Regions from separate parts of the Rattus norvegicus genome. Here region 1 is linked to region 2. A link is a contact called in public Hi-C data. All regions are on one chromosome and are shown on one strand. Each heading gives the region's core, a stretch centred on a gene start, on an enhancer-like site or on the middle of the called end of the contact. The rest is flanking DNA. Distances are from core to core; before and after follow the strand shown. Region 1 has its middle 120 kb from the start of 1700020N01Rikl. Region 2 has its middle 190 kb from the start of 1700020N01Rikl.

Evidence for each region. A called contact is a pair of places that touch in the nucleus more often than the background predicts.
Region 1: a contact with region 2 is called in a Hi-C map of the Rat2 cell line, with 6 times the contacts expected there. The contact joins two enhancer-like sites. A contact is called at or near these places in 3 of 12 Hi-C or Micro-C datasets (the Rat2 cell line, Schwann cells and mammary epithelial cells).

Annotation. Positions count from the first base shown.
Region 1 is chr1:25,334,963-25,339,087 of GRCr8, forward strand. No RefSeq gene overlaps it. Among named protein-coding and RNA genes, the nearest start is that of 1700020N01Rikl, 120 kb to the left of the region's middle. Within about 2 kb of position 1,744, at least 1 of the 93 cell types and tissues checked has an H3K27ac peak or open chromatin away from gene starts, as enhancers often do.
Region 2 is chr1:25,024,566-25,028,770 of GRCr8, forward strand. No RefSeq gene overlaps it. Among named protein-coding and RNA genes, the nearest start is that of 1700020N01Rikl, 190 kb to the right of the region's middle. Within about 2 kb of position 1,901, at least 49 of the 93 cell types and tissues checked have an H3K27ac peak or open chromatin away from gene starts, as enhancers often do.

The DNA.
Region 1 (4,125 bases), core at 494-2,993, 310 kb after region 2:
TGTCCACAGGTTTGGTTGGCAAGTACCTTGGGCTTATTTACCCCCAAACAATATTCTTACTTTTGAAATTTTAATAGAAAGATTGTATAAAACCACTGTTTTGTGCCCATTTTAATCATCCATATTATATGTTTTTGTCTTATATCCTTGACTTTTGTGAAGCAAGGATCAGATACGTAACCATTAAAAATATTTAAAAGCGTAAGCGAATTAATGCCAGCCTGATTAATGCTGAACCAATTTTGTAACATTTTCCGAATGTTTTGGAATATTTGGTAACTTAATCCACCAAAGAGCCTTACATATTTTCTCTTATTCTGTTGTATCATGCCATGCTGTGTTTTAAAGGCAGTCAACATAAACCCATAAACCCTCTACCACAGGAATCCACACGATTGACTATTTGGTCTCAAAATGAGGTACAGAGGGAAGGTTGTATAAACCTTAGAACTTGGCTTCAAGTCTGACATCACATTCATAACAAGACTTCAATCCAGAATGCCACAATTACACAACATATGCTTCCTTGTGCTAGAATAATTCAACAGAACAGTCGTTACAGAACAGGTAGAAGAAAAAAATTCCACAGAAACAATTTGGAATTATGCCATAGATTTAACATGCTGTCCTCTCTCTGGAGAAACGCAGGCCGTTTGAATATGAGGGCAGTTAAATTAAACATAATAACACTTGTTTTTCACTCTGACTGATTCATCGTTGCTTATCTGCAAAGCCACAGAATAGCCATAGAGAATTCCTGTTATATAATATTACCCAAATTATGGGGAAAGAAGAAGCCAGATTCCTTGTTTCAGTTCCGTTTGTGATCTGGATTGGCTCAAGATGGTTAGAAGTATCTACAGCATGGTCTTCATGCTCTGATTTCTCTTTTCATCCTCAATTCCTACAGCAAAACTCTTCTCTAAATAAAGGACCCGTTTTAAAAGAAAAATATACAGAAATATTTCCTATGGAGCCACCAGGAACCAAGAACTGTTCTGTGTGCTAAAAGATAAAAAGGGGCCGGTGTGGGCATTTCTCCACTGTGTTTTCTTCCTGGTGAGAAGAAAGTAAGCAGTAAATGTATGGTGTGTGTTTGGCAGGGGTGATCTATACACCACGGTTCCAGTGTGGAATTGTCTCTGCTAGCTGCCTCTCTTGTACTGAGCGGAGTCCATTTGAATAACCCTTAGCAACATACTGTGAACGTCAGTGGTATGTACAACTTCCAGCAAGCATTTTAAGAACCTGGTGTGCCCTCCTGCTATTCCCCAGTTCCTTCTCAGTAAAGAGGATTCTGAATTCCTGAGGACTGAGACTCAGACTTGGAAGCATATGGTGCCTGAATCCCAGGCAAAGGAAAACCAGTCGACAACTAGCACTGAACTGTTAAAGAAGCATGCAAAACCGTGAGATACATTCACTTGCAGAAACGTTCGGGTGCTCATGTTTACTCCATTAGTCATCAAGCAATATTGAATAGTGGGTGGCCATCATAACCACCATGGAGAACAAACAACAGGAACCTTACAGGAAACGAGGAACCTTACAGATGGAAATTATTAATCTGAGTGGAGTACTCAAGAAAGACCTCCTTATCCAGTAATATAAACAGAGTAGAAGAAAATAGCAGAAAGACCATATGTACTACACCCAAAGAATGTTGTTGAGGTCAAGATGGGGGCTTGTGGAACTAAACCCAGGTCTGAAAGGACACAAAGTACTCTTGACTGCTGGGACATCTCTCCAGCCCTCTTATTGCAACCTTTTCATTTACACACAAATGACTGTGTTTTGATCTACTTCATCTCCCCTCGCTACCCTTCCTGTGGTCCCCATTTCTTCTCCCCATAGTTGTCTTCTTCACAAACACAGAAACACAGTCCCTCTTTCTGCTTGCCTCTTTTTTTTTTTTTTGGCTAAGATTGACAGGGTAATGGGACATAGTCTAGGCAGTGATCATTTTTTTGTTAAGACTGGATATATATTTCATACAGATTGCAGTGGTTCAGAGGAACATTAAGGATGAAGAAGAAAGTCTGTCCAGACACTCCTTCCAAGGGAAAGACAACAGCACACAGGTTAAGGACCTGACTTTGAGTGGGAGATGAGCCACCTCAACAGAGATAGGATCCAGTTAGGGCATCAGATGGGGGCTGTGAGGAGTGCAATATAACAGGGTAGAGGCTCGAAAAAGTCCCCTCTGCTGGTTCTGCTTCCTCACTGAAACAACTACCCTGAAAGTTTCCAGAATTTAGCCATCCCAAGTAAGACCAGACCAAGTGGATATGTGTGCAGCTGCAGGCCGTGGTGGCCACTCAGCAGTAAGGTAGAGTGCATAGGTTTGGAGAAAACTTGGGTTCAAGGTGTTTGAATGTTTAACTGGGGGGCGCTAAGGGCCTGAAAAATAACAGTGATGACAATTCATAAGACTTTGTTTGGACGACTGAGATCACAAAGGGGATGGAGACATCATGGGAAGTTGGATGGTTTGATAAGCTCTTGGACCTTTTGAGACTGAAGAGTGATCAAAGTCGGGGTCCTAAGGGAGGACATCTTGAAAGCTAACAGTAGTGAGACTTGGCAGAATGATGCAGACAATAAAAATACTTAGCATTCCTTGAAACCCTGGACATTTTGGATTCACTTTGAAATCTACTTTTGCCACTCTTTGTTAGAATAACACTTGACTTCTCATTGTTCTGTCTCTAGAGAAGTGACATCCCTTGTTCATCTCTACTCCCCTTCCTGTCCTCCACACTGAATGGAATCTGCTGTGCCCCTTCATGTGGTCCTTTTACAAGTCCTTCTCAAGCTTGTGGCATTAAAGTTGCTAAGACAGCATTCAGCTCACCTCCCCCTTCCTAGCCCAAGGCCAAGAGTCTACCTCAGAACACTATAGCCCACATCCTCTCACGGCTACCCCACTCAAATCCATTTTCCAGTCAAGGCGATTGCCTTAGAAGTCTAAACTGGGTCATACTATCCTCCTGCTTAATGGACTTTCCATTGCTCTTAAAGAGTACATTCTTTCCATTGAACACATGGTCCTGTGGGTTCAATCTACAGCTGTTCTTGGGCCTTACCGCTCACCGTCTCCTGTTTACTCTCTACCTACTTTGGTCTCACAAGACTTCCAGTGTTCTCCCTGAACTCAGCATCATCTCAAACACATTTTTCCTCAGCCTGGCATTCTTCTTGCCCTTTAGACATCAGTTCATGTGCCCTCAACGGTGCTACCTGCCACCCCAAGCTAGCTGAGAATGCTTGGCCACACCTTCACACATCACCTTGTCGCTCTCCTGCTGCACTCTGGCTCCAGTGATGATATTGCCATTGTTACTAGTTATGTTCTCACAAGACTCTGAAACTCTTATGAGGACAATGAGTGCATAGCTTTTTACTGTCATTCTCAGCGTCTTTTGTGGTCATTGACTCACAAAAGTCCTGCAAGAATATTTCTTCATTGAGTGAATTATTTGAGTGGATTCTTTAATAGATAAAAGGTTCTAAAGTTTCACTTAATGGTTCCTAAAATACAGCAAATTTCTTTATCCTGGGTACTTATAACTCATATGCTAAATACAAACATGATCAAATGCATGCTTATGCACATGCACACACACATACACAGAAAGACAGACAGAGAGAGAGAGAGCGCGCTTTAATGTGTTTCCACACAGATCTTTAAAAACACTTAACCAGACAAGTTAGTTGCAATTTGAAACTTACAACCTAAATCTTAATTCCTAAAGTGAAAATCGTGTGTACACAGTTAAAGCACACATAGCTCCTTCCTGAATAGGAGTTGTTTGCAGAACTGTGTGTAAAGATCTCATCTCAGAAGTAGAAGCCGTGTTCACTGGAGTTTCCCTGCGTAGACTATATTGATAAAACAGTAAAGGAAAAAGTATTTTTTGTGGATGCAATTGAGAATTACTTCCTAAGCTTATCCTAAACATCATCTATTTTTTGCATTACAAGTTTTTATACTATAAGTACTTGTATTATGAGAATACATAGTCTTTTTAGGGATGTTACCCATTCTTTCTTTCTCTGTCTCTCTGTCTCTCTGTCTCTCTGTCTCTCTGTCTCTCTGTCTCTCTGTCTCTCTGTCTCTCTGTC
Region 2 (4,205 bases), core at 651-3,150:
TTGCCTCTCGTGTAGCCTGGGACTGAAGACCTCAAACCATAGTGTGTAGTTGTAAGGCCTAACCAGCATGCTAGCGTGTATATAGGACTTAGGCAACGTCTGATGAGTGGTGTTGGTTTGTACATATACATCTACAAATTATCTCGTGTATATTGTATATGTCTATCTGACTGTGCACACATAAGATGAGTCTGTTGTCAGTTCGAACTATTTACGGTATACGGCAGAAGGATATTGAGGTTTTTGAAAGCAGATATAAAAAAAAAATGCCACAGAGCATGGAATTCCCTGCCGTTTCCAGTTTCCATGTCTGTGGTTCAGGATGGTACAAGTCTTTCTTTTTACCTTTTCATGATCCATCTTTGTGATGGTTATGCATAAACAAGTCCTCTACCTCCCTAGACCTTCTAAAAGGCTGACTACTGAACTTTACACCTCAGCATCGGGGGGTTCAGAAAAATATCCAAGTATAGGATCTGCCCCTCACCAGGGTCATCATCATCCTTGCTCTCTGCAGGGTCTCTTGTTTGTTTCGGTGTCACCAGGGTGAAGTCCTGAGTCAGGCTGGATGGAATTCCTTAACTGCAACTTCGCTTAGACTAATTGGGTAGTGTTCTGACTTAGAAAACACATTGTTCGTGGTTCTGCTGTTTGTTTCCAAGGGAGTCCCAGGAAGGGGCGAAGGCTCATAAATATGACTAGTTGTGTGCTTGTGATTCATGTAGTCAAACCGGGAAGGAAGATCTGAAGTCAGGCAAGCCTCTCGAGGTCGCAGCCATCCCAGTCGCCCTCGGCATGTACGAAATTTCTTCCTGTTGACTCACAGCTCTGTGGAACTTTTATGGGCTCTGCTGCTGTTTGACTGGTGCCTCCCACCGTTCCAGAGCTGGCCATTCATGCTGTTTCCAGCTCAGTTTATCAGCCTCCAACTCATGAGTGTAAATATTGACTTATGGCTGTGTGGTATTACGATTCCTCAGCCATGTAAAATGATACACTTGAGGAGCATGCAGAAAATATTGTCCTGTTCCACTACTTGAACAAGGCTAGTGTGCAGGGGAAGGGACGAGTGTAGACAAACAGCACAGATTTAGAGCACCTGCTACCTGAGCCAGCTGCTCCATTAAGAGATTTGTTTTTTAAGGCAGAAGACAGAGTCTAAGTGGCTTAAGTGTCTATTGATCCATCCAGGCATCCAGGGAAACGGTTGTGTGACCTGCTTTTGGAGCACCCCTGATTCTGGGCTCTCTCTCTCTCTCTCTCTCTCTCTCTCTCTCTCTCTCTCTCTCTCTCTCTCTGTCTCTGTGTGTGTGTCAGTGGCAGCTGTTTGCCACCGATAGATGGACTATCCACCTACCTCCTGTGTTTCAGTGTCCTCACCTGAATGAGGATTGTGATGTCTACTTGGAAGGGTTGTCAAAACCAAATAACATGCTTAAGGAACTTCCACGGTGCTTGGCACAGGAGCGCTGCCAGCACGTGCTGAGTGGATAGCGCTCACCACTTGAGAAAAATGTGCAGAACTGAACCTGATAGGGCAGATTTGGAGGCAAGTTTTCTGACTAACCTTCCAATCTTTTCAGAAGGAAGTGAAGTTGCTTTTTCATCTTCACAATCCTCTAGAGGCGGGGTTTGGGTTTCTGTTGTCTCCCCCCCTCCCCCGTTCCCCTTCGCTCCCCCCTCCCACCCTCAGAATCCAGAAGCTCACACAGCCTCACATACTGTAGGAAAAATTCATTTGAGGAACAGGTTTCTCAAGCGTTTTCTTCTCTGAAGCGTTTTTGAAATTAAAGCAATATTCTTTTCCCTAAAAGAAACAATGTTGCGCACAGAGAGGCCCTCCCCAGGCTGAGCCAGCCAGCTGGATTGAGGTCATGTTGAATAGCCGCCACTGTCTGAGGCCCAGCCTGTGTGCGGTTCCACTCCTCCCTTGCTGTAGATGCTACTCCAGGCTCAGATGCTCACCCATTCCTTATGCTTAGATATCCTCAGTTCCCTTCTTTTTGGGGGTGATCCCGACTGTGCCTGGTTTAGGATACCTGGTGCCTTGACACCCCCACCCCACCCCCACCCTACCTCCTCCTCTATCATAGCCAAGCTTGCTTTAACTCCGTCAGCCCTCTCACCTCCCACTGTACACGTCGGTACCTGCACAGCTTTCTTTGCTTCTGTCTCCCCTCCTTCTGTAGGAGACTCGGTGTAGCTCCGTCTCTTCCTTTTTATGCATTTGTCACACTGATTAGGAGCAAGTGGGGAGTAGCCCACGTCTCCACCAGCCTGTAGCTGGAGACATGTTTGATTTACCTGGATGTATAACTTTGTCCTCACTGCCTAGGGCAGTTCCTGCTGCTGTCTACTCTTGTTTACCTGCATATTGATTTGTCTTAAAAAGCCACTGCCTAGGGTCACTAAGTGGAAACAATAACAATGTGGTAACAGTAATGGACCTTTCATTGGTGTTGATTTTGGTTCTTTTGGTTCTTTCACTGCGCAGTCCAGGCTGCCCTTAGAGCTCCCCCCCCACCCCCGCCCCCCCAGTGCTGGGAAGTATAGGCACTCGATTCCACATCCAGCTAATAACGAACATTGTAAGTTGCTACATACAGTTTTTCTAGACTCATTCTCTCTCTTTTCCCTTTCCCTTTTTTCTCCCCTCGCCCACGACGTGGACTGAATTTCTTCAGAAATCTGAGAGCAGGAAACACCTGAGGCACAGAGTAGTAGTTAACGCCTCACCCCGGCTCACGCTCACGGCCAGTAAGTACACTGAGGTCTACATCTCAGCGGGGCCGCATTGCAAAGACTTGTGTGAGCATGGCTGAACGAATACACAGAGATGCAGGCTAAGTTCTTCAGGAAGGACAAAGGCATTGTGTAAGCACTCCTTTTTTATGGAAGAGGGAGGAACACTGACTATGGAGACAGAATTGCTTCCTGGTGGAGGGAGGAAGCCCCTGAAAAGTAGCACCAGGTCCCCTTTCCCAATTAAGAAGCATCAGTGAGGCGGGGTTGTCTAAAGATGCCTGTTCCAGGCTGCCTAGCCTTCGGCCTCTGGTCTGGCTGGTTAGTGATGCCATCAGCCCTTGGCCAGCAAGGCGTCTGGTTGGTTTCCTCCTTCAGTCTGCTCTGCCCTCTACTCCGTGTCCAGTCGGCTTCTCTCTGTTTTCATGTTGGGCTTGCAGATCACTTTCTTGAGAGAGCCACAAGGTTAAGTAGTAACCGTGGTATTGGTATTCCATATAGGTCGCCGCTCCCTTCGTGCCTGTCTGGGCTTCCTGTTTCCTTCCTTATTTGTCACACTGGACTGTCTTTCCCAAGAGACGGAGGGCTCCTGGGGGCAGTGCGGTGCATCCTTCCCCCTCGTGTCTCATGTATCAAGGGAACATGAGGGTTTGGCACTCAGTACAGGCTTGTGTTGACGAATGAATGGAATGGTGACTAGGTCCTGGAAAACCTTTCCTAATCCTCACAAACATTCCCTCCCCTCCCTTCCTCCTCTGCTCATCAAGAGCATAAAATAAAAGCTCCTTGAGAAACAACACAGTCGGCTCACTTATGGTTACGTGATAAAACGTGATGGCCTTTGTAGTTGAATAGGCTTGGATTCAGATCCTTCTTAAGCATAGTTTAATGCTTCTACTCCTGCTCTTCTCCTCCATGAAGTAGGTATAACACGTCTCTCCCAGGCTTGCAAGGGACCTCCACGGTAATTCAGGTTGAGTAGCTGGTATCCAAAATCATACCATGAATGTTTCATATTTATCTGCAAATGTACACGACATCTCTCGGCGATAGGACATGCCTCTAGACATGAAATTCACCTGTAGTCCTGTATCTGTGTACGCCTTCTACATACACATAGCCTGAAGGTAATATTAACTACCATTTTCAGTGCACTTGTGTTTAGATTGCAGCCTGTCAGGTGAAGTCAGGTGTAGAGTCATTCCAGTGCTCAAAAACTCCTAGCTTCTGGCACATTTTAGATTAAGAAGGGTCAACCTGTACCCACGTTGCACTCCCATGATGCTCTGTACCCCCAGGCTAACACATCGAAGCCGCTGTTGTGACGTGGCTGTTACTGGTGTCTCCCAATAAGTTTCCATGGGGCTTCGAGCCTCTTGTTTCCTGAAAATTTCCTTTAATCTATAGTAGGGCAAACTGACAGATGTCTGAAGGGAAGATTTACTTCTCAAGAAGAGGTTCCT